Regions from separate parts of the Mus musculus genome. Here all the other regions are linked to region 6. A link is a contact called in public HiChIP or PLAC-seq and promoter capture Hi-C data. All regions are on one chromosome and are shown on one strand. Each heading gives the region's core, a stretch centred on a gene start, on an enhancer-like site or on the middle of the called end of the contact. The rest is flanking DNA. Distances are from core to core; before and after follow the strand shown.

Region 1 (3,092 bases), core at 65-2,564, 270 kb before region 6:
ACAAAAACAAAAAACAACAACAACAACAAACAACCACTCAATCACACACCCACAAGTCTCTACACAAAAATATACATATGTATACATACATACATACATACATACATATTGGGTGGGGGCGTTAGAGCAGCAGGAAAATAATATGAACTTAAATACATCATTTTTCGTGACTGGCTTACTGATGTACTGATTGGAAAAACAAAGACAAATACAAATTCTCAAATATCTGGCCCATTTCTTCTTCTCTACTAACAAAAGACTGAAATTACTTATAGTAAGACCCTGACCTACACAGTGACCTGTAACAGTACTAATCCCCATACCCGAGAGACAAGAACATCACCCCAAGTTTGGAGTCAATCTGTTCTACATTGTATGCCCCAGGCCAGCCATAGCTACACAGTAGAACCTGTCTAAAAAGGCAAAACATAACGAACAAAAAACCCCAGGGAGACCCTAAAGTACAAGACGTGCAGTAGTACCCCACAAATACCACATGTTCTCCAAGAAGCAACATCAGTTTATTGAAGCTTTGAGGCCCTTCACTAAATTAACAAAGTGAAGGTACAATGAAATTGACTCTTCACCGATTATTTGAGGCAACAGACACTGAATAAATCAAAACATCACATCACTAATAACATAGGATCATAGTGAGTTTATATTTCGGACTTGTCTGGCAGTTATATTTTACAACATAATTATATGCATGGCTTGTATAGCCTAGTGAATTTCCTCATTGAGCGTGAACTACAACGAAATGTTTTATTATTAGTTTATGGCTAGTCACGTTTCTCATACACCTTTATAAGTAACGTTCCTTCTGAACCGCAGCTTCTAGATTGCTCTGCATTGTACTACTGAAATCTACCGTTCAAAATGTTCTTTTCCCCCATCGTGCCTAAAGCAAGGGAGTGGTACACTAAACAGAACTTTTATATAATAAAAGTATTGCATGTCTCCGACCCTTAATATCTGAGCACCCATCCTGGTAAGTGACAAAGACAAAAACCAATCGCTAGGTAGGATCTCAATGGCTTAGCCAATAAGAACATGGGGGTGGGGTTAGACTAAGCTCCCGGTGACTTCCCCGCACCCCAGATACCCAGCTTGTGGGAGACCGGACAGGAATTGGGCTACGATGATCTCGTTACCTCCTGTTGTGGCTGTTGTCCTCCTCGTTCTCGCAATCGCTGCAGTGCTCATGGCCGTTTCCATTCCCTTCCATCATCAGTGGCAACGAAGGTGCCGGCAGCTTCACTGCTGTCTCACTCTCATCCGCCATCTTGGGTTGCGAGAGCCGGACTCCGCGCCCCGCTACATGGAGGGCTCCTATTGGACAGAGGAAGTACGCGCTGTATTCTGGGTTTTGTAGTTTGTGTGAAGAAATCTGCCACTAAGGGTGGCTTGTTTTCAAAAAACTGTACCGATGTGGACTACAAAACCCAGAAATCATGAAGGGACGCTGCCTTGGGAGGAGCGGGCAGCAATTCCGGAAGCCCCTAGGTTCGGCCGCCCTCTGAGACGAAGGGCGCTGTACGCCTTATAGGGTGGTCGCGGGGCACGCTGGGAGTTGCAGTTCCATGTTGAATTAGAGTTTCGCAAGTAAAGGGCTTGCAAAGTCCAAGGTTTTCAGGCCGCCCTTGGTAATCAACAGGCCACAGATGAGCCGTTATCGGCTAACGTTAAGGACCGTTACCATTCCTGGGTAAGTGAAAGACACTGAGGTTCATGGCTGCGATTCTCCAGGAGCTCAAATGCCCTTACAGAGGACTTTCCTATAGGTTTGCTCTCGGCTGCCTTCCCTACTCCAGCCTTTAGGGAGACCTGGGTCTTTGGAAATCTAAAACCGAGAGGCAGTGCATTGAGGTGTGTGGAACACTGCCCCCGAGCCAAAGACTTGATTGCTTGCAGGGGAGGCTTACCATTTCTTGGCTTCTAATTTTGCACTGCGCTCTTCTTCACATTTCCCTTTGATTCTCCTCTAGAGCCTTCCATAACAAGTCTTTTTTTTTAAGATTATGATAATTACACCATTTCCCCACTTCCCCTTTCCTTCCTCTAACCCCTCCCATATACACCCCACCTTGCTCTCAAATTCATGGCCTCTTTTTCTTTAGTTGTTGTTACATATGGGTGTGTGTGTGTTTTCCTAAATATATAAATATAGCCCGTTCAGTAAGCATAATGTTGTATGCAAATGATTTCAGGGCTGGTGTGCCTGGGAAGAACTATTTCCTCCCCCATTTTTAGCCTTCCTTAATTGCCTGTAGTTCTTAGTCTGGGGTTGAGGCCTCACGAGCTCCCCTACTCCCAACACAAGACTTTAATGAGCACTTACACGCCAGGCTCTGGCGTAAGACTTTTTGTACCTGAATTCCTATAATTTTAACAAGCTTAGAATGTGTTATGCCATTATTATTCCTTTTTCACAGATGAAAAGACTGTTCCAGAAAAGTTGGTACATTGTTTGTAGGCGGCAAAATCTGTCTATAAATCTGTATCTACCTACTCTGTGCCCTCTGTAAGGCTTCACCGTCACACCAGTCACACTGTTGGATCCAGGCAACTTCCAAGGACGAATCAGTTATAGCCAGGTAAATGCAGCATCTATCTTAGAATTGCCTAAATGCTTCTGTCCCTCTGGGCTTTGTCCTGTAACTAGCTAGTCTAATCATAATCCTGAGAAGATTGCCCAAAGACAAGGGCTTAGAGCCTTCCTATTTGTGCTGAGTATGCTGGGTGGTGAAAGACTGGGTCTTACCATCAGAGAGCTGCAAGGCCGAAAAGGGAAATGACCTTTGCCTTGGTAAAACTGAACAAGGGAAGAAGCAATTCCTTTTCTGACTCACAGAAAACAACAAGAGCAACAACAACAAAAAAGAAACTGCAGAGCTAAATATAGCCAACTCATCTTACTTGAGCGGCAGGCCCAGAGAAGTAAGACTCCAAAGATGCAAACACTCCTTGGTCATTTCTGTTTGATTTCAGAAAGCAGTCAAAGCTGCCCACTTGGGCTCAGCTGACCATATTCGCATTAGGGCTTCCTGGTAGAGGACATGCCTAGCATGCATAAGGCCCTGAGTTCACTA
Region 2 (3,084 bases), core at 368-2,867, 410 kb before region 6:
TCCCTCAGAGTCCCTATTTGTCCCCAAGTTGAGCACTTGTGCCTTCACAAGGAGAGACCCCGCCCCATCTCAGAGGTCCCCCCAAGCTCCTCCTCTCCTTCCGAAGCCAGGATTCTCAGGAACTGTTGCCCCTTTGAGACCATGCAAAGGATCTAGCAAGTCAGGCCTACTGACTCGCTCGCTTGCCAGAGAGAGGAAATGCTATCCAGGAGGTGTGGAGGACAGAGGGTCAGCACTTCTTTGCATCCAGAGTGAGCCTCCTCTGGACTCCCATCCTCAGACCTGCAACATCAGCCTACTGAGACTGGAAAATGCCTCTAGGAAACAGCCCAGCCTTCCCCACTGTCACCCGGTGTCCAGCCAGGGATGCCTAACAGGGATGCCACTGGGCAGCCACCTACAGAAGACAGCAGGAAAGAGTGCTGGGGTGAAGAGGAGGAAGTGAAAAAGACTGGCCTTTCCCCTCCCCTACTTCTGCCTCCCAATGCCTGCACAGCCCACCCTATCAGAAACACTTTGAACCACTTAACTCCATGCTCAGAGTTGATGAGTTGATGGCTCCCTCCCAGAGGCCCAGACTTCAGCTGCTACTCCATCCTAACCCACCCTTGCCTGCCCCAGTTTCCCAAGCAAGTGACAGCCAAGAGGGAGGGGAGCCTTCCAGATTTCTGTTCCACTCCAAGCCAGAATGACCAGCCTATCCTGGCCCCACCCTTCCTAAGCTTACTCCTTTCAGTGGTTGGGGGTGGTCCATGATGAGGGAATGACTGCAAACACCCATTCCGGGACATGGTGGGGGTGATAAATACAAGTGGAGGGTCTAAGAGTCCAACTCCTACGCCAGACACCAGAACAACCCAGGACTGAAGGCTCCACTAGGTCTACAGCTTCCAGAAGGTTAAATTATAACCCCTTTCCTCTTTGACCCTGAGACGCAGAAGGGCAAAGCGCTCCAGACTTGCACCCAGCCGCTGGGCCTGCGTGCAGTGGAAAAGTGGGCGCCAGCCCCCTCCCACCTGGGGCGCGTTTGGAACTCAACCTTATGAGACATTTTTGACACCTTTAGAACTAGGAGCATAGGAAGGGGGTCGATGGGGGGGTCTCTTAAGAAAGCTTCCTGGAGGGGGCTAAAGAAAGTTTCTTGGGGGGGGGGGTGCCAAGTCACTCTGAAAGATGACAGTGTTACTCCTACCCCTCTGGAGGGACAGCAGGTGGACCAGGGATCTCCAAGCCGCACCTGAGTCCCAAGAGGCGGGGACGCATGCGGAGCCCCTGTCATCCCTGGCTCCTGGTGCGCATCAGGTCACACTCACCAAGACCCGCGTGAACCTCTCCTCCAGCTCCCCGGCCGCCGGCATTGGTTGCTTGGGGACGGCTGGCTGCTTCGGGGGCGACGCGGTGGGGCCCGCGGGCTGTTCGGCGCTGCCAGCCGCGTTGCCCATGGTGGTCCCCACCCAGCCGGCCAGGCGCCTCCAGCCTCGGAGATCCAGTTTTCCCTGGGGGTCGCGGACTAGGCTCCGGGAGCCTGGAAGCGAAGGGCAGCGCTGTGTGGCGAGGCTTGGCTAGGTGGCTCTCGGCTCAGCGGCGTGCAGGGGCCGGGGCGCGGCGTCCCATCGCGGCGGCCCCGTCCGAGGGAGCGGGCGGCGACCGAGGCTCGGGGAGGAAGTAGGGTTGCAGGCGGCCGGGGCCAGAGGGCTGGGCCGGGGGCAGGAAGCTGCGGCGCGGGCTCCCCCCTCGGCGATTTTCGAACTTCTGCTGCCGCTCCCGGTGCGCGCAAACCGCAGTTCTCCGCCGCGCACCCGGCCCCAGGGGGGCGGGCTGCAGGGAGGGGGCGGGCGCGGGCGACGGCCGGGGGTCCTCCGCAGCCATGGCGCGCCGGCTGGGGGCTGCCGAGCAGTGCACCTGCGGCGGAGGGGGCGGCCGCCGATGCACCTGCCCGAGCCGGAGCCGACCCAGGCGAGGCCGAGAACACAGCGGCGCGCTCGCCCGGCGCCTCCGGGTCCTAGAACCGCAGCTCTCCACCCTAAGCCCGGCAGTAGGGGGGTCCCTAGGCCCGAGCCTGGAGGAGGCAGACCCCCGGGCGGAAGATTGTCCAACCAATCCGCGCGCGCCTTAGAAACCTAAGGTGGCGCTGAGGTGCGGTTGGTGGGCGTAATTGCTGCTGGGGGTCCCCCTTTGGGGTCCCCAACTAAGAAGATGGGAACCCCCTTCCAGGCCCCCCACCTCTGTGTCTCTCCTCCGTTGGGCCCAGAGATGATCTGAGGACCAGAGGGAATTATCTGCAAACAGGTTGGAGGACAATGACATAGGTCAATTGAGACCTGACCAGATGTGACTGTGCCAGCATCTTCAGCAGTTTTAGACTGGGGGCACTCGTGGAAAAATGAGGTTGGCGAACCTGGAGATCACTGTGGTGGTGCCAAGGAGAAGTAGGGCACTAAGAAGGGTTAAAGGCAGCTGCTAGGCTGGGGGAGGAACAGGCACCTCAGATGGGTGGAAAATCTTGACACTGTCACCATGAGGGACCTAGGCTGGCTGAAGAATGACAATCTTGGCTATCTGATAGTTACAGAAAGATTTCTGTGATAGTGACCAGCAAAGGTAGGTATGGATGTCCTTGTTTCTGTAACGGTAACAAGGGGCCTTTCCGTAGCTGTAGCAAGGGGTCTTGTCCAAGGCCACACAGATAATTAGGGCAGAAACGAGCCTCTCTGTTCATATCCAAAAATCTATAGCCTCGGACTCTTCTTATTTAGGGTAGGAGAGTGGAGAAGGGGTAGGCCTTCATAACCGGGGCTCGAACTCCATCCTGAATTAACACCTCTAATTCTCCCACTTAATCTGTGGGGCTCTTGAGTCAGCCCCTCCCTGTTCTGCCAGTCCATGGGGTGAGGTGCCCTACACTGAGGGAGCCTTGAACTTTCTCTGTGCCAGCCCAGGGGCTCTAAATGGCTACTCTAGGTCATTCCCACCTCTCTAGTTCATACTCAAAGCCACTGACAAAGGATTCAGCAGGAACTGGGAAATTAATTATCTAATTATGAGGAAAACCAGACACAAACCTGCACGCTCCCCAGCTTGACC
Region 3 (3,499 bases), core at 77-2,576, 370 kb before region 6:
TGCAAAATCTCTAACCAAGTTATTTGTCCTTGAGGTCACTTGTCATTGAGAGACAAGGTACTGTTATCAGAAGACCCTAAATGTAAGGTGGAATTTTGTTCCTCACAGGCTGCCTGATTCTGGAAAAGGTAGTGCAGCTCTCCAACCTCAGCTTCTGTCCACTGGAAATAACATCTACCTTGAAGGGCTTTTAGGAATTCATGAGCCATCATTGAATCACATTCTGGCCTACTTCCCAGAGCACAGTACAGACTCATTTAAAACACTGGCTTTCTAGCTGGGTGTGGTGGTGCAGGCTGTAATTTTAGCCCTTGGAAGGCTGAAGAAGAACGTTGTTGCAAGTTCGAGGCCAGCTGGGGATACACAGAAAGACACCCCCCCCCACCTCCCCCCTCAAGGTCTCAAACAAACGAAAATAAAATAAAATACTGGTTTTCTAAATCTACCAACCAACCAACAAGACAAAACAACAAAAGCCCTAGGATTTCAGCTATCTGACCCCACGTTTAGGGCTTTCAGGTGGCTGGGAGGGTGGGTACTTACCTTGGCCTCCTCCAGAGCAGCTGGTGACGCTGTGTTGCAGTTGGTATGGTTCACAGTGGCCATCTTCTCCTACTCTTGCAGCAGATGATGTCTTTAACTACTGTCACCTGCTTTGAACAACAACAGAAACCTAAGTCCTTAGGCAGAAGCTGGTTGGTCAGGAATTGTTTTGTCACAGCAGCAGCAGCCATTTTGTGGCCCCAGACCTGCATGGCCTTCACTTTCAAGTGAAGACTCGGAAGGCTGTTTCCATACTCTAGTCTTCACATTGCTAGCCAGCAAGGGACCAAGTGGGAGAGCAGAGGCCCTGGGCCTCTGCTCTCCTAATAAGTAAAGACAGGCTGGCAGTTAGGAGGGTAGGCCTGAGCTCTGTCACCCAGAAAGGACACTGCTTGGGGGATGCTGTGGAGAGGGTGGGTCTGTAGCTCCTGGAAGCCCCTATCTTGACCACCTTCAATCTCTCTAGGTTGGGACCTGGTCAGAGCCTATGGTTGAAGTCTTTTTGTCTACAGGGCCTGGACGGCTTCTCTCCTGTCTCAAGGAACGGGGAGCTAAAGGGAAGAAGTCTTCAAACTACATGCAGCTGACAGAAAGAAGAAGAAAAAAAATTCAATGGGAGTAAAAATGGAGTTCTTGGAGGAGGGAAAAGTCCTGGCAGGGAGATTTAACGAAGGTGGGACTGACCTATTTGCTGTCAAGGGCTTAGTGTACACCACTACCTCTGTGTGTCTTTCTGTGCGACCGCCTGTCCATGAGAGTCTCAACGCCTCTGCCCTATCTCTTGCTGCAGTAGCAGCAGCTCTGGCCAAGCCGCTAAAGCCCTAAGATGGGGGGGGGGGGAGGTGGAGGGGCGAAGAGGACAGCCTGGCAGCGCAATGGCTGCTGGGGGTTGTAGTTCTTCCACCCTAGGAAAGCTGCCCAGGATACTTTCAAGCTCCCATTACGTCAACAACCATGCCCAGGAACGCCAAAAAAAAAAAAAAAAAAAAAAAAAAAAAAAAAAAAAAAAAAAAAAACCTATTTGCCTTTGCGTGAACGTCCCGCGCTCACCGATCTCTTCTTTGATTGGGTCGCTTGTCTGCCAGTCTCCCGACTTTTGTCAACAACTAGCTGTGCGGAAGCACAACTGGACCCGCCCTGTCAGAGCTCAATTAAAGAGTTCATTGATGGCGTTAGGCTTTACCAGGGAGAAATAGAGATCCGGTCGCGGGGGCGGGGCTTGCGCGCGGAGGGATTCCCTAGCCTTGAGGAAGGCGACGAGCAGCTCGGGGGCCGCCGCCGCCGCCGCCATTTTGGGCTGGGAGGAGGCAGCGGAGGGACTCGCTGCGCAGTGAGAGCACCCCATGGGGGGTGGTCCGGGCGCGGGGAGAGGCCGGGCCGAGTGGGCTGCCTGAAGTGGCGGCGCCGGGAGACGGCGGGGAGTTGGGTCGGGGGCTGGGAAGGGTGAAGGTTGGCGTCTCCCCGGCCGAGCCCAGTCCTCAAACCGTCCCGGCAGCCTCTCCGCCTCGCCTTTGAGAGCGGCCTTTTGGGGTAATTACCGCGTATTTCCCGGGATCCCAGCAGAGGAGAGGCCAGTAAGACGGCTTCCCCTCTGCTGTGCTTCCACCGGGACGTGATCCTGAGGCCGAGGTCTGCCCAAGGCCTCTCGTCACCCCCATTCATCCCGGGTATGGCGGCCAGGCCCGGCGTAGCCGGACCCCCATCTGAAGGACGAGGTGGGCGCGACGCCAGTTGGAGACCCTGGCTCGCAGGGACGGGCCGAGGTTGCAACTCTGGCCGCATGCCCTGAGCAGTGCTAGTGAGCTGGAGGCTCCGAGGTTGCCCGGCCGGATTGCACCCGCCTCCCCACCCCCATACACCGTGTCCATCCCACTTCTCAGGGCTGCGAAAAGCAACAACCCTCTAACTTCTATAACAGCCACCAACTCCCCCTGGGACCAACTAGATCTGGGCACGTGGAAAGCTCGAGCTTAGCGCTTGGAAATTTCTGAGCTCTCTTGCCCTCAAGATTTCTCCCATCGAGCCCCGACTCTCCCAATGGCCTGACCTCGAACGTCAGCATCCGCTTTTGGAAACTCCTGAAGTGTGTCGCCCCACTTCAAAATTTCACGCCAAAGGGATGGGGTTATGCCCTTTGAAGGGTTGGGGGAAAGAAAATAATTTCAGTCACTACAGTCCAGTAATAGAAACGGAGTGGCCCATTTCGGGTACTTCAAAAACATCTGCTTGCATTTTGAAATCTGAGCCGTAACTTAGGGGCGAAGAGGCTGTGCTACAAGGGCAAAGGGAGTTAATTCCGATGTGATTTTTTTTTTTTTTTTTTTTGTAAGCCTACACCATGTCCCATTTAAAGTCTTGTTCCACAAACTAAAAAGAGTATTTTCTGTGCCACTGTCTCATTGTTACTGAAGCCATCTCTTCTGTAGATGCAGAAAGTACTTAAGTAGAAATGGCAGTTTTGATCTACTTTATGTGTTATATAGGATATAGGGGAGACCTCGAATAAACTTACAACCTAACATTATAGCACTGCCAGCATTTAAAAGGCTCTCTTACTGAACTTGTTTCTTAAAGATTTCCAGACTACACCTTCAAATGATAGCTTTGTAGTTGAGCTGTCAGTTAAAATTGTGCCCAGGTAAGGCTCTGAAGTAGGTGGTTAACTAGCCATTGATACCTGTGAGTACCTTGTAATGAATTTTACTGCTAGTTATAGATGGTCTTAACTCCTAGGCCCTTGCTTTAACAGTAGGACCCGGGAAAGTTTCTTCAGGGTTGAAGGACTGCCCCTTGTATTAATAAAAAAAACAAAGTCTTTCCAGCTGGATGTGGTGGATCTCTTAAATTTGAGGCCAGCCAGCTCTCCATAGAGAGTTTCAGGCCAGCCAGGGCTACTAGTGAAACTTGAATAGTCCTAAATGGGGTGAGAGCTTCCTAGCTATAACTAATTTTTCCC
Region 4 (3,491 bases), core at 140-2,639, 380 kb after region 6:
TCGAACTCAGAGATCCACCTGCCTCTGCCTCCCGAATGCTGGGATTAAAGGCATGTGCCACCACTCCTGGCTCCAGCCATTTTTTTTTTTTTTTTCCTGAGAGGAAGCAGGGGTTTTCACTGACCTAGAACTTGCCAAGAAGGCTAGGCTGTACGACCAGCAAGCCCCGTGAATCTGCCTCTCTCTGTCTCCCCATGCTAGGATTACAAACATACACCACCATTCCCATTTTTCTGAGAAACATGGATTCTGGGTCTTGAACTCAGATCCTTGTACTTGCAAGGCAAACGCTTTACCAATTGAGCCTCTGTTCTGTATCTTCATTACTTTGCAGCACATTCTACAAACACTAACTGAGCATTCCCGACATGTGGTGGCCTGTGCCAATCATACAAACCTGTTAAAGGAAGGAAGGAACAATAAAGAGAGAAATTCTTGGTTATAGGGCGGGGAGGTAAACACTGACCTACTTACAGCCACCGGAAACGACAAGCTCCAACTGCAGCCAACTGCGGCCAGAAGATCCTCCGGGTACATACATGGAAGTCAATGGGCATTGGCAGTAATCGGCTAAGGAAAGCGGGAGTCCTACATACACTTGCCGGTGCTAGTTTGACCCACATGCGTGGACCAGTCAGCTGAGAAAGGACATTGAAGAAGGCCAGGTTATGAGTGAGCAGAATGGCTGGCGAAGATAGATTAGGAAAGATGAACTTGGTGGAGTGATGTGGGGAGGTGATAAGAGGAAAATGAGAACGCTAAATAGATGGAGATGATAATATGGTATGGGGGCCACAAAGCAGACATTCCCAAGAGCTGAGCGCCGCCTGTGTCAAATGCTACAACGAATGAGGAGCTGGGCAGCGTGGGTGTGTGCAGAACCTGGTGGTGAGTAGGTTAAACATAGTGTGGAGAGAAAGGGTTGAAGTCAGCAGCTTCGTTAGAAGCGAGCAAGTTCAGCGAGTGCCTTTATGGGGTGCTAGGCTATGAGCAGAGCAGAAAGTTGTTTCCACGGGATAGACTGGACCTTCTTCGCGGGCTTCTTTAGGGGCAGTAAACAGCATGAGCCCCCTGGAGGCCAGGTGGTGTAATTACCAAGGAGTTTTCAAGGTTGGGGGAGGGGAGAACATTTACTCGCGTCAATATTTCCTCTTACAAATTTGAGAGGAGAGAGAGTTCTCAATTCGACTCCCTTGAACTTGATTTCTTGTCCACTTTATTCACCTTATAAATTAATAAACCATAGATTTTCTTTTCTTTCTTTTCTCTTTCTTTCTTTCTTTCTTTCTTTTTTTTTTTTTTTGAGACAGAGTCTATCTCTATGTAGTCCTGGCTGCCCAGGAAACTGTATGGATGTCTGTGTAAGAGTGCCAGAAGCCCTGGAACTGGAGTTGTAGATAGGTGTGAGCTGTCATGTGGGTGCTGGATCCCGGTGCTCTTAGCTGCTGAGCTATCTCTCCAGACTCCATCCTGACTTTCTTTTTTCTCTAAGGATATAGAATTCACTTGCTCCCAGCACTTTCACTTCCTCCGTTTGGGACTAGGTTAGAGAGCATCTCTGGGTGCTGCCATAGTTAGTGGGAGCCTCCAGCAGGGATGAGCCTGGGTGAGTGTGCATACATGGGGGTCCATTCCCCCAAGACTAGGCTAGGCTGGGAGAGGAGGTGGAAGGTCTGTACGGAGCAGGTCCCGGTAGTCCTTGACAGCTGTTCTCTGGGCTCTCCCATCTGCACTGGGAAAGAGAGCCTCCAGGCTGGTGAGCTGTGCTCAGTGGCTGACTGAGCGCCTTTAGTAAGCTGTTTACATCTCTGCTGAATCACAGGAGGGAATCCCGGTTCACTCTTGGGAGTTTTGCCACCAAAATGTTGCAGGACTTTATGTCGTGGAGGTCCCCAGGGACTCTGAGCGTCTGTATGTTTACCCCACTCTCCCCCACCCAGTCTTAGCTTGGCTTTTGTGCTTTTGTGTCTCTTTCTGTGGCTCCTAGCACTCATCAGCATGAGTAAAGCAAACGCTTGCTGACTGACACCTGGATGGATAAAGGAACCAATTCCTGTCACAAGAGTGGAAGCTAAACAAGCCTTCAGCCTGTTTTCTGAGCCTATGGTGAGGAGGCTCAGGCTGGATACCACGTCCTCTGTCTTCTGCCAGGCTGTCATCAGACTCAGCACTTTGCCTCTAAAACAAGACACCTCAAGAGATTGGGTAGCTGACAGGATTGGGACCCCAAAGAGGAGCACCCCGTAGTCATTATCCTACTCCCCACCCAGGAACCCTACCTTCCCCAGCTTCACTGGCCAGGAACCAGGAGTTGCAGTCAGCGGGGAAAGGCACAAGCCCGGGGCCTCAGCTCTGATTGGCTGCCCTAAGGTCTGTTCAAAAACAAACAAGCTGAGCGCCTGAAGGGAGGGGAGTTTGGACCTGGAGGCCTCCTTTTCTCTCCGCCCTTCGCCCTTCGCCTTTCCAGGGACAGCTGAGTCACTGAGCCCTGTCCGTTTGCTCTCTCCTTCACCTACAGAAAGACGGAGGCACAGGGACTGAAGGAACGGAGTTGAGGTTTCACCTTCGAGGGTTCCCCAGACCCGACCCACCAGCTGCGATTGAGATGGGCACAGCTCAGGGCTCCAGTTTGAGACACTCCACTGCCTGGGCTCAGGAGCTCAAGATCGAGAGGATTTTGTTGAGCGCCCGCCTGAGCGTACCTCCACTTCCCTGAGCAAAGGCAGCAAGAGCTACTGGTCTGAGGGTCAGCGGGGCGTGCCTGCCACCACCACCACCAACTGAGGCTCTCTCCTAAAATGACACTCACACCCGTTCTCCACCAAGCTTCTCTGGGCCTCGTCCTTCTACCTCACAACCTCTTGAACTTGAACCTTTAGAGACTTCTGGAAATTCTGTTAAGGTCACACAGCTAGTGGGAAGGCAAGCTGGCTCAAAGCCAGTGTGTTAAGCTTTTTCCCCTAGACATACACAGGGCAGGGAACACACCCATAGGCTTGGGCTCTGTGACTCTGCCATCAGCTGTCAGGTTGAGGACCTCAAACATCTGGCTCAGCAGATACGACAGATCAAGTGGGGCTGCAGCTGTTCTGAAGGGAGGGGCTGTCCCTCCTGTTAGGGTGTGACCCTTTTCTAGGAGAACTCGGGTTTTTTCATCAATATAGGCAGGGAGAAAATTTTCTCAACAAGGAAGGGGTCCTTATGGGCTGGGAGGGGGGGCCTGGACAGACAGGGTTGGGTCAGCCAGAGACAGGAAACCTAGGGGATTCCAAGGAAGGGCAGGGACAGGACAGAGGAGGCTGGTCACATAAGCCTTCTTCGGCCCTCAGGTGTCCAACACTGCCTTTTCCACAGATAGTCACTGGAAAGTAAGTCATATCAGATACATATCCTTTTGCCTTAGCCTCCAAGGTCCACACAAGGCCCTCAGGTGAGCAACATCTGTCTCCCCCAGAGATGTTTACTAGGAAATTGGATGTATCAGATGTACA
Region 5 (3,341 bases), core at 365-2,864, 470 kb before region 6:
TGCTTCAGTACAATATCAACAAACACACGTAACACACTATGAAAAATCAAAGCAGTTGCTATGAGGGGGACTGGAGAGATGGCTCAGCAGATGTTTGGCTCCCACATGGCTACTCACAACCTCCTGGACTCTAGTTTTAGGAGATCTGGAACCTTCTGCCCTCCTCACACACACAGAACACATGCATGCACTCTAAACACACATACACACAATTAATTTAATTTGGGGGGTTTTTGGTTTGGTTTGGTTTGGTTTTTTTTGTTGTTGTTGTTGGGTTTTTTTTGTTTGTTTGTTTGGGTTTTTTTTGTTTTTTGTTTTTTTTGTTTTTCGAGACAGGGTTTCTCTGTATAGCCCTGGCTGTCCTGGAACTCACTCTGTAGACCAGGCTGGCCTCGAACTCAGAAATCCTCCTGTCTCTGCCTCCCGAGTGCTGGGATTAAAGGCGTGCCCACCTCCAATGCTATGGTCCTTTAATACAGTTCCTCATGTGGTGACCACCCCCAACCATAAAATTATTTTCATCATTGTTTCCTAACTGTAATTTGATATTATGAATCATAATAAATTGACCCCTGTAAAAGGGTCACTCAGCCCTCAGGTTGGGACCCACAGGTTGAGAACCACTGGTGCAGCGACTCCTCACAGAGTCAGGCATCGCAGCACATCCTTATTATCCCAGCACTTGCTACGCTGAGGCGGACTGGAAGTTCAAAGCCAACCTAAGATACATGATGGGGCCTGTAGCAGGTACAGGGTAGGCAGGGTTCACAAGACCTCGTGGCCTAGAGATTTTCCCCCAGAGAGCTGGGGTACAGAATGTGTTTGCAGATTGAGGGTGGAGAGAATTCCAGGAGTCTGGAAAGAAAGAAATGTTTCTGTGTGACTGTTTTTCATGCAGTCAGCACTGTGGCCCTGATACCTGACACCAGGGGACTATACATGGGTTATGCTCATTTCCCAAGGGCTGGTCCCACTGGGCCTGGGCACCACCACTGAGAGCATTGTTAGCTTCTATGCATAGAATTCCAAGGGTTCCCCAGCCCGCACCCCTCACCCTGACACAGGGGCCTCTGGGTCTTTCAGGTACGACTCGAGGTGTTTCGGGTAGAGGAACTAGTGGCCTGTGCTGGTCTGAGCTCGCCCAGAATCGTCCCTCTCTATGGAGCTGTGAGAGAAGGCCCGTGGGTGAACATCTTCATGGAACTGCTAGAAGGTGAGGAGACAGGTCCCGTCTTTATCCCTCTCAAGGTTCAAGGCCAAGAGGTAACCCCCACTTAGACCCTTGCCTCTCAGGCCACGTCGGACCTCTTAGCCCTGCTCCCTTACCTCACCTGCCCTTCGCTCTTGCCCTCGGCCTGCGTGTAGGCCTGGGAAAGCCCCACTAAGACTGACTGTTCTTTCCCTAGGTGGCTCGCTGGGTCAGCTCATAAAGCAAATGGGCTGTCTGCCAGAAGACCGAGCCCTTTACTACCTGGGCCAGGCCCTGGAGGGGCTGGAGTACCTCCACACACGCAGGATTCTGCATGGCGATGTCAAAGGTAAGGCCCTAGTCACCATGTCCTGATCCCAGCAGGCGCCCCCTCAGCTGTGGCCTGCCTGCTTGTCTTCACGGTAGACGCCTGAGTCAGCTGACAGGGCCGTGCCTCGTGGGTCGGGGTGATCTCTCTAGGCCCTGCGTCTAGCACTGTGAGTCTCCTGCGCTGGTGCTCACAGAAAACTGAAGGCTAAACTCCTGCCAACTGACGACCTCTGGGAGAGGGTGGGGCGGCAGAGAGAGCACTCTGGGAAAGTGGTGTTCTAAGAGATGCTGCTCCAGATGCTGCCTGCTGTCTGCCTCCAGCCTCAGCTAGCCACCACCAAAACACGCGCATGTGCGCGCGCGCGCACACACACACACACACACACAAACACACACACACACACACACAAACACACACACGCTCGCACACATGCTCGCGCACACACACTGCTCTCCCTAACAAGACCAATGAGAAACAGCAGTGTAGGACCAGCCAGAAAGTTGTCTGACTAGAAGCCAGGTCAAGTCAAGCCAGGCGAGGGTGGGCTGGGGCCTGGAGCCCGGTGTGGCTGACCTGTTCCCCCTCTTGCTCTTTGCCCCGGGGCTGCCTGCAGCTGACAACGTGCTCCTGTCCAGTGATGGAAGCCGAGCGGCCCTCTGCGACTTTGGCCACGCCTTGTGCCTGCAACCTGACGGCCTAGGGAAATCCTTGCTCACAGGTAACGCCTCATTCTCTACCTCACAATCATAGTACCGGTAGCTGTCACTCAGCGTTAGCCTCCCACCACGGTGCTTTCCATGTGGGGTAAATGCTGTGGCCACTCTCCGTCCCCAGGTAGAACTAATCATCCTCACAGCCACCATTACAGGGTCATTACAGGGTCATTACAGGGTGCTCGCTGTGCACAGACACAGCAACAGGTGCCAGCCAGGTGCCCCATGACCATGTGACCTTACACAGCAAGGCCCAAAAGGCCAAAGGTCCTGCAGTAGGTCCAGGCCTTGTAGTAGTACTGGCTGACCTAGAATTCCATATATAGACCAGGCTGTCCTCAAATTCATGTAGATCGGCCGGCCTCTGCCTCCTGAGTGCTAGGGTTTAAAAGTATACTATCTCCAGCTAAAATTCATTATTTTTTTACTTCCTTGTTTTTTTTATGCACTTTGTTGTTATTTAAAAAACAAAAATTATTTATTATGTATATAGTATTCTGCCTGCATGTATGACTGAAGGCCAGAAGAGGGCACCAGATTCCATTACAAATGGTTGTGAGCCATCATGTGGTTGCTGGGAATTGGATTCAGGCCCTCTGGAAGAGCAGCCAGTGCTCTTAGCCTGTGAACCACTCTCAGCCATTTGTTGTTCATTCTTTTTTTTTTCTTTTTCTTTTTGTATGAGACATGGTCTAACTGTGTGGTACAGGCTGGCTTCAGAGACACAATCCTCCTGCTTCAGTGTTAGTATTAAGGCTGGTGTTCTGATCCCTTCTTCATTTTGTCTATTAAACGACTAGGACATGTCCAAGCACGTGCACGCGCGCGTGCTTTTACCTTGCTCTCACCTATACCTCCACTCCCCTCCACTCCCCTCTGACCCCTGCCTGCCCTGAGTCTCCCCTCCACTCTCTTAACCACCTCACCATCTCTCCAGCCCCTCCCTTCTTTCATGTGACTTATACTGTGTAATTAAATGTAGACCCTGCATATGAGAGAAAACATCACATTTTGTTCTCTCTACTGCACTCCATGCCCCACTTCCCTTCCTCTGGGCTTTCCCTCCTCTTTCTTTAGCAGTCACCTCCTCCTACCACCATTTCTGTTT
Region 6 (3,091 bases), core at 127-2,626:
GCTAGGGCAAGAAGGATAAGCCTGTGTGTGCACAGCGGGGAAACTGAGGCAGGAGTAAACATCACGCTGTTCCAAGAAAAGTCCACTGAGGGGTGCCTTTGGTGGGTCATCAGAGCATGAATCCCTGACTGCAGGGTGCTATCCTGTCCCTCAAGACCTGTTTTAGGCAGAACCACTGTTTCTGGTGGGCAGTGGGAGGTGGTTGAAGGATGACCCAAGCAAACTGAAACCGGAGCATGCCAGTGTCTACTGGTGTGCACGGCAGGGGAGGGGCCCGGAGCTGGATAGTCCCGGAGCTGGAGAGTCCCGGTGTTCTTACTGTTGGGCACCAGCCCCACCTGATGGCCCATTACACAGAAAGGGAAGCTGCGGTAAGGTGCGACCTCAGCGGGTGGCACCTAACCCTGCCTACTTGGCGGACTGTTGTGGGCTGTGAGGCCTGCTCCAGTCCCCTGGCCTCACCCCCAGCCTCACTCACCGTCCCCCTGGGCGGATCCTGGCGGACCCTGGTGTCCAACTGTGGCTTTCGGACCTCTCCCCCGGAGCTCTGCCTTACCAGCCGGCTGGGCTCTGTGACCTCAGAGCCCTCTGGACTCTCTGGGCTCCCCACATGGGCTGAGCTCCTCCAGTGCAGAGCTCCTCTGGGACCCAGGGCCCCAAGACCTGAGGAGACAAGGCCATAGCTGCAGGCAGATGCCCTCCCTGGGGCAGGAGACTTGGGAGGGGGGCAGGCTCCAGCTCCCACTCGATCGCGGCCCTTGGAGCCCAGTGGGCATATGGGTGGGAGGATCTGGCTGCCTTGCTGAGGGAAGAACCCCACGGGGTGGGGGCTGAGAGCTTCCTTCTGCCCAACAGTCACGACTGCCCCCCCCCCCCAAGCCCGCAGAGACCTGCAGAGTCCGCCGGCCAGCTGCAGGGGATGGCCGCGGTAGGGCTGGCCGGATCCGGACAGGTGGGTGGAAGCACCTTCCCTTCTCTCCCACTCCCCTACCCTCCCGAGCTCGGGACCGGCTGTCACCCGGAGCTCTGCAGGAAAATGTGGCTGCAGCAGAAACCGCTGCAAACGCCTGGGGCGCGGACCGGCCAGGGGCGCGGGGGCAGGGGCCAGGCGGCTGGGGTCACTCACCGGGCGGGGGGAGAAGCGGTAACAGCAGCAGAGCCGCGATCGCCCAGCGCCGCAGCCGCCTCATGGTTCGCTCATAATCCTCCGGGTCCGGGGGCTGCGGCTGCGAGCGGCGCGGGGAGGGAGGGAGGGAGCGAGAAAGGGAGGGAGGAGGGCGGGGGCGGGCGACGCCGGCGGCGAGCGGGGCGGGCGCGCGGGCCGGGCGGGGGTCGCGAGAGAGCGGCGCCGGGCTCAGTGCGCTCTGGCCGCGGCCATCCCGGCGGGGCGGCGGGGCCGGGTTAAGAGGCGAGCGGCAAAGCACGTGAGCTTTGGGCCCGCCCCCCACCCCCTAGCCGGGGCCCAGGCCACCACTGCGGTAGGACAAAAGGGGCACCGGCTGAAGACCCCCTCTTCAGGGCACTCCCTTGGCAGGTGCACCCATCCTGCGACCCCTCCGCAGCCACCCCTTTGCATAAGGAGTTGCAACCACTAGATTGGCAGGTGGAGGGTGGCAGGTGAAGAGGGTCCCTGAGGTCTGACTCTGATGTCCCATCTGGGAAATTGGATGTGGGGCGTGGCTGATGGCCCAAGCTCACCTCCAGGACTTACTACTCTTGAATGGAGTACCCCCAGCCCTGAGGCCTCTGCTGGTGGAAGGTTGGGCACTTGGGAACGCAGGGCACGGTGTCAGGGAGGGCAGAGGTCCTGTTGAACACCATTACACACACACACACACACACACACACACACACACACACACACACACTCACTCACTCCTCAGTGCTCCCTCCAGGATCCCTAGATCATCCAAGGCAGAGGTCACTGCAGCAGTCCTACACCGGGAATCTAAACCCTGTTTCCTAGGCTGCTTTCTCTTAACAAAGAGGTTCCTGACTCCCTTTCAGGGCTCCTGAGCTCGTGGGGCACCTCAGTCCTTCTCCCTAAACCAAACACAAACTACCTGGGTCGTTTATATAAGGCCAACATGCTCCATTTCTCTCCCATGTCCCAATCTTAAGGGGTAGAAGTTCCGTAGAGCCCTCCAGATTGGTCTATAGTCAGAAATACACGTGACCACAAGCTTAGCTGTCCCAGTTGACCCTTCAACCCAGTTCCTGGGCTTCTTGGGCATGATAAACCCAGTGAGAGGGCCTGGGATTTTGGCCTCTCAGTGAGGTCTTAATACCCCAATACCTAACTGAGATGTCTCTGGACTGGACATGTGGGGCATGACACCGGTCCATGACACCGGGCCATGTCTCTGGTTAGTGACGCTCCTCTGGGGACTGAGTATGTATGGTCATGTGACAACAGCTAGGCCCCATCCTGATCTCCCAGACCACAGTGGGTTTTTTTATACCAATACTTTGGAACCACAGGTCACTGAGTGGATGCAGGGAACCCCTTCCTGGGTCCCCTGCTCCCTCAGGGCCTCTGCTGGGGACTGGGGAGCTGCCTCTAGCTTGTGACAGCACCCCCATCCCCCAGCTCTATTTTAGGCCCCGGGAGAGGTGAGAAGGCGATTTCCCGGGAGGCGCTGACATCAATGTTGGGAATGAGGTGACTTCCCCCCCATCCCCAACCACCTGCCACTCCAGCCAGCCCCAGATGTTGAGCAAAACCAAGTAAATTCTTCCTCCACTCTGGAAGCATCTTGCAAACCTCAGGGATGCTTGGGTGAAGCGGCTTCCGGTATGAGGGCCCCCTGTGTGGTATTCCCTTGAGACTTAGTTCCTCAGGAGGGCAAGATTGCGCTGCTCCCCATTTGACAGAACTCTATGTCCCCAAGCTGCTAAATGAGAGGCCCCACTGCTCACCGGTCAGACCTGTCCCCACCTCTGCTGCTTTCTCTGTAGGGCCAGAGGTGACTGCTACATCTGATTCCTACACTTCTAAGCCTCTTGGTATTCCAGATCTCGGGGTGACTGTCCATCCCACCATTCTGTGTTAGGTGCCATGACCCATTGGCAAGCCCTGAGCAGGTAATGC
Region 7 (3,191 bases), core at 490-2,989, 310 kb after region 6:
CTCACGGACGAGAGAAATGTGAGCGGGATTGTAGTGGCTGGGATTTTAGATCTGAATGATCCTGATAAAACTGGGGTGCGGTGGGGGGGTCTCTCTGGGGTGTCTCAGCTCCATGTCAACTCTGGGCTGCCTAGAGACATCAGGAGATCCTTGAACGAAGGCAGCAGTAGCCTCTCTGCCCCACAGATAACTCCTGGCTGTGGCAGGCACAGGGATAATACAGTGGGCAAGCAAGGCAGATTCCAGGGAGCTCTGACAGATTGTGAAGTCGGCTTGAGACCAACACGATGAAATTCACCAAGGAAGAGCGCTAAAGCCTGCACTTAGGTTCCAAAAAAAAAAAAAAAAAAAAAAAAAAAGTTACATAAGCACAGAACTGGGAAATATGGTTACACGGAAATCTCTATTAAAAAGGAAGAGATGCTGCGTGCAATCCCCTCTACCCTTGGCTGGCTACTCCAGGGTCTGAGGTGGGGGGCGGGGGCGGTGAGAAGAAGGAGGAGGAAGAGGAAACAGATGGAAATGAGGGGAGGAGAAAGAAAGAAGGAAAAGAGGGAAAGAGGAAAGGAAGGGATGAAGGGAAAGACCTGGTGACTTTGCCCCCTTAAGTAGAGAGACTTAGTCAGAGGGAAGCCTGCTGCGTCCCCTAGGGGAAGCCATCCTTGTCATAGGTCTCCTGGGTAGCAGGCTGTGCTGAAGAGGTGACTGGGCAGAGAGAACGACGCAAAACAGAAGCTAAGGGATAGTGACAGCCAGAAACGATAAGGAGAGAAAGGTTGTTTGGGAGCTTGTCTTCAAACATGGGGTTCAGCGAAGGAAGATCCAGTTTGTCAATCAGGATGCCGGAACCAATGGGATTCTTTTGTGGGGGGAGGCGTCTGCTTCCACTTCTACAAAACCTCTCTAGCCAGATGTCTCCTCCAGAAGGAGGTCTTATTACTCCAAGGGAGGCAAGCCCCTCCCCGGCCAACAATAGCACCACTTACTGCACCGGTGCACCTGTCAGACTTGTGTCAGAGGACCAGGAACTGGCTATGTAGAGCAAAGTGGCCTTGAACTCACAGAGCTCTTCCTGTTGGGATAAAAGGTGCCTGGCATTCCTCCACCATCACCCCGAACCACCCCTCACACACACCTTGGTATCTCAACCACGTTACTAGGTAGAGATTATTATGATTGTCACTTTAAAGGATAAGTGAGGCTGAATATAGCGGCTTGCATTTGAAATCCCAACACTCTGGAAGCGGAGGCAGGAAAAGGGCCATGAGTTCGAGGTCATTCTGAACTTCAGACCATCCTCTTTAAAGCAAGAGAGGCTAAGAAGGCTGTAAGGAACTTGTCTTGCCTGTTTCTGAATGGAAGTCATGGGGGGCGGGGGAGGAGGCTGACATGACCACAGGTCAGCTTCCCAATGTTGGATGGAGACCGCAGCCTCCTCAACACTACGGAGCTCTCGGTGTGGGAGAAGAAAATTCTCACTCTTTCCAACTACAGCCCTTAGGAGTAGGCAATAGCCATTCTCCTACCCCTCAATTTTACACCACATCTCAAGAGCTCTCCAACCCCAACCCGGGTAATTGCCCCCTAATCGCTGCACTCCATTGCTGTCTGGAATCTTGGGTTACCGGGTGGGGGCTGCCGGGTGGGCTGCAGGCAGAGCCGGGCCTCGAGGGGGCGGTGCCCGCTGGCCCGCCGTGCCGGGTGTCGACTGCAGGGGGCGCTGGCGGCCGCTCCGGGCAGAGACAATCGCGCCGAGCGGGCGCCGCAGCCGGAGCGGGAGCCCAACCCGGAGCTGCACAGAGCGGTGCAGAACTGGGGCTGAGCGGGGCCGGCCGATCAGGGCCGGGCGGCAACGATGGACCGCTAGGGCCCGGCCGAGCCCCGCGATGCCGCCGCCGAGTGGCCCCGGCGTCCTCGCGCGGCTGCTGCCGCTGCTGGGGCTGCTGCTCGGCGGCGCCTCCCGGGCTCCCGGCAAGTCTCCGCCGGAGCCCCCCAGCCCGCAGGGTGAGTATCGGCCTCGAGGGGCGGCGATCGTGGGCCTGTACCCTGTGATCGGCTGCCACCGCTGGCCCCCTCTTCACGGTGCTAGTGACTTGGGATGCATTCTGCTCCCAGGATGGCGGGGGGAAGGCGACCTGAGATCGGTGCTTCTGGGGGAGAGATTGGGGGACTGTTTGCTGCGGGGGTCTTGGGGAGACACAATGGAGAGGGCGAGGGTCTCCAGGCTCGGCGCTGCCGCCTCCTCCGACTTGTTTTTCTCCCTCCTGGTCCGCGAGGCACTGCAGCCAGAGCTATTGTCTGCGGAAGACACCCGCCCAGGGGCGGGCTGGGGCGGGCGCCGGCTCCGCAGCCCCCCGCGGGTCCCTAGCTGCGACCCAGGCTGGGTGGGGGCGCAGACATCGGCTGCCACCCTGGCCGGACTGGGGCTGGGAGCTTAGAGCTGGGCTGCGAGGGGGGAGGGGAGAGGGGGAGTGGGTGAGGCTGTAGGCGGGATTGACTGCTCGAATGGGGTTTTCACCCAGGAGCCTGACAGCTTCTAGCCAATCCCCCCCCAGGTTTAGAATTTGGGGCTCACCGAATAAACACTGATCAGCTCATGCTAGAGGGAGGGGATGCATTTGGAAGGGGGGGGGCGAGTACAGGCGTTATTGTGATTCCCGGCTCAAGGCGCATGGCAGGGCTGTGGTCACGGAGCCATGCTGAGCTGGCTGGCTAGCTGTGGGCAGTACCAGCTGAGAGGGCAGGTGTCTGGGTCCTTGTCCAGCCTGTCTCTTGCTACTACTCTCTTCTACCAGCTTCCCTTCTTCATTTCACTCATTCCCCCGCCCCCAAAGGAGACCCTGACCCTCCTAACGCCTAACCTGGCCCACATGGGTGTGTGAGGTGAAGGTAGAGCTGGCCCCTGCATTGGGAGCTGGACACCCTGACTCCACAGCTCACTCGTGGGTGCTCTGGGCCTCTCTTCTCCTCATCCCTGCTTCCCTCTCCCACCTTTCTGGTTCCTGCGCCACCACCCCACAATTGCTCTTCCTTCCCTGCCTGCGGTTCCATCCTGAAACAGTGTTCTTTGCTCCTTATGCCACCCCCCCCCCACACACACACACACCAGAAGCTAGCAGGAAAGGCGGAAGGCGGGGGTCTGGTTGAGGGAAGTAGGGTCCGGATGAAGGAAGGAGGTCGGATTTCCTCCT

The links. Promoter capture Hi-C pulls out the DNA fragments that hold promoters and counts their contacts. HiChIP or PLAC-seq counts read pairs in DNA pulled down with a chosen protein or histone mark.
Region 1: a promoter capture Hi-C map of stem cell-derived epiblast-like cells shows a contact between it and region 6, with 5 times the contacts expected there. The contact joins the promoter of Nmt1 here to the promoter of Adam11 in region 6. A contact is called at or near these places in 14 of 39 promoter capture datasets (the 3T3-L1 cell line, 3T3-L1-derived adipocytes, the HPC-7 cell line and 9 more), 1 of 484 Hi-C or Micro-C datasets (the N1E-115 cell line), 11 of 115 datasets of contacts at active chromatin or transcription factors (the SCID.adh cell line, embryonic basal ganglia, embryonic stem cells and 4 more) and 3 of 9 other capture datasets (embryonic stem cells, liver and pancreatic islet).
Region 2: a promoter capture Hi-C map of stem cell-derived epiblast-like cells shows a contact between it and region 6, with 3 times the contacts expected there. The contact joins the promoter of Fmnl1 here to the promoter of Adam11 in region 6. A contact is called at or near these places in 3 of 39 promoter capture datasets (embryonic stem cells, hippocampal neurons and stem cell-derived epiblast-like cells), 1 of 15 datasets of contacts at CTCF or cohesin (embryonic stem cells), 7 of 484 Hi-C or Micro-C datasets (the G1E-ER4 cell line, the HL-1 cell line, the N1E-115 cell line and 2 more), 5 of 115 datasets of contacts at active chromatin or transcription factors (embryonic stem cells, large pre-B cells and pancreatic cancer cells) and 1 of 9 other capture datasets (embryonic stem cells).
Region 3: a contact with region 6 is called in an H3K27ac HiChIP or PLAC-seq map of epiblast stem cells, with 2.8 times the contacts expected there. The contact joins the promoter of Hexim2 here to the promoter of Adam11 in region 6. A contact is called at or near these places in 1 of 39 promoter capture datasets (stem cell-derived epiblast-like cells), 1 of 484 Hi-C or Micro-C datasets (embryonic stem cells) and 2 of 115 datasets of contacts at active chromatin or transcription factors (embryonic stem cells and epiblast stem cells).
Region 4: an HNF4G HiChIP or PLAC-seq map of pancreatic cancer cells shows a contact between it and region 6. The contact joins the promoter of Bloodlinc here to the promoter of Adam11 in region 6. A contact is called at or near these places in 1 of 115 datasets of contacts at active chromatin or transcription factors (pancreatic cancer cells) and 1 of 9 other capture datasets (liver).
Region 5: a contact with region 6 is called in an H3K4me3 HiChIP or PLAC-seq map of embryonic stem cells, with 3 times the contacts expected there. The contact joins the enhancer-like site here to the promoter of Adam11 in region 6. A contact is called at or near these places in 3 of 39 promoter capture datasets (cranial neural crest, embryonic stem cells and stem cell-derived epiblast-like cells), 1 of 484 Hi-C or Micro-C datasets (embryonic stem cells) and 2 of 115 datasets of contacts at active chromatin or transcription factors (embryonic stem cells and stem cell-derived neural progenitor cells).
Region 7: an H3K4me3 HiChIP or PLAC-seq map of embryonic limb bud shows a contact between it and region 6, with 2.8 times the contacts expected there. The contact joins the promoter of Fam171a2 here to the promoter of Adam11 in region 6. A contact is called at or near these places in 1 of 39 promoter capture datasets (hippocampal neurons), 2 of 115 datasets of contacts at active chromatin or transcription factors (embryonic limb bud and pancreatic cancer cells) and 1 of 9 other capture datasets (liver).

What each region holds. Positions count from the first base shown.
Region 1 is chr11:103,026,765-103,029,856 of GRCm38.p6, reverse strand. It overlaps Nmt1 (N-myristoyltransferase 1), which reads right to left and starts at 1,314. Exons shown (of 12, transcript NM_008707.4): 1 at 1,155-1,314. The coding sequence starts at 1,285. It also overlaps a transcript of Dcakd not described here.
Region 2 is chr11:103,169,671-103,172,754 of GRCm38.p6, reverse strand. It overlaps Fmnl1 (formin-like 1), which reads right to left and starts at 1,617. Exons shown (of 26, transcript NM_001077698.1): 1 at 1,314-1,617. The coding sequence starts at 1,442. It overlaps Gm51919 (a long non-coding RNA gene), which reads left to right and starts at 2,179. Exons shown (of 3, transcript XR_003949776.1): 1 at 2,179-2,601.
Region 3 is chr11:103,131,186-103,134,684 of GRCm38.p6, reverse strand. Hexim2 (hexamethylene bis-acetamide inducible 2) reads right to left here and starts at 1,326. Exons shown (of 3, transcript NM_027658.2): 1 at 1,228-1,326; 2 at 544-650. The coding sequence starts at 606.
Region 4 is chr11:102,374,918-102,378,408 of GRCm38.p6, reverse strand. It overlaps Bloodlinc (Bloodlinc, erythroid developmental long intergenic non-protein coding transcript), which reads left to right and starts at 1,389. Exons shown (of 3, transcript NR_131196.1): 1 at 1,389-1,606; 2 at 1,988-2,106; 3 at 2,519-2,858. It overlaps Gm34253 (predicted gene, 34253), which reads right to left and starts at 2,940. Exons shown (of 3, transcript NR_166821.1): 1 at 2,812-2,940; 2 at 467-638.
Region 5 is chr11:103,229,229-103,232,569 of GRCm38.p6, reverse strand. Map3k14 (mitogen-activated protein kinase kinase kinase 14) reads left to right here. Exons shown (of 16, transcript NM_016896.3): 7 at 1,084-1,213; 8 at 1,407-1,538; 9 at 2,134-2,238. All of the region lies in intron 2 of Gm34823 (a long non-coding RNA gene), which reads right to left. Among named protein-coding and RNA genes, the nearest start is that of Gm34823, 12 kb to the right of the region's middle. Within about 2 kb of position 1,614, at least 10 of the 459 cell types and tissues checked have an H3K27ac peak or open chromatin away from gene starts, as enhancers often do. A contact at or near this core is called in embryonic stem cells, where this site is marked.
Region 6 is chr11:102,759,720-102,762,810 of GRCm38.p6, reverse strand. It overlaps Adam11 (a disintegrin and metallopeptidase domain 11), which reads right to left and starts at 1,376. Exons shown (of 27, transcript NM_009613.3): 1 at 1,127-1,376; 2 at 479-663. The coding sequence starts at 1,190.
Region 7 is chr11:102,446,211-102,449,401 of GRCm38.p6, reverse strand. It overlaps Fam171a2 (family with sequence similarity 171, member A2), which reads left to right and starts at 1,739. Exons shown (of 8, transcript NM_199200.2): 1 at 1,739-2,004. The coding sequence starts at 1,887.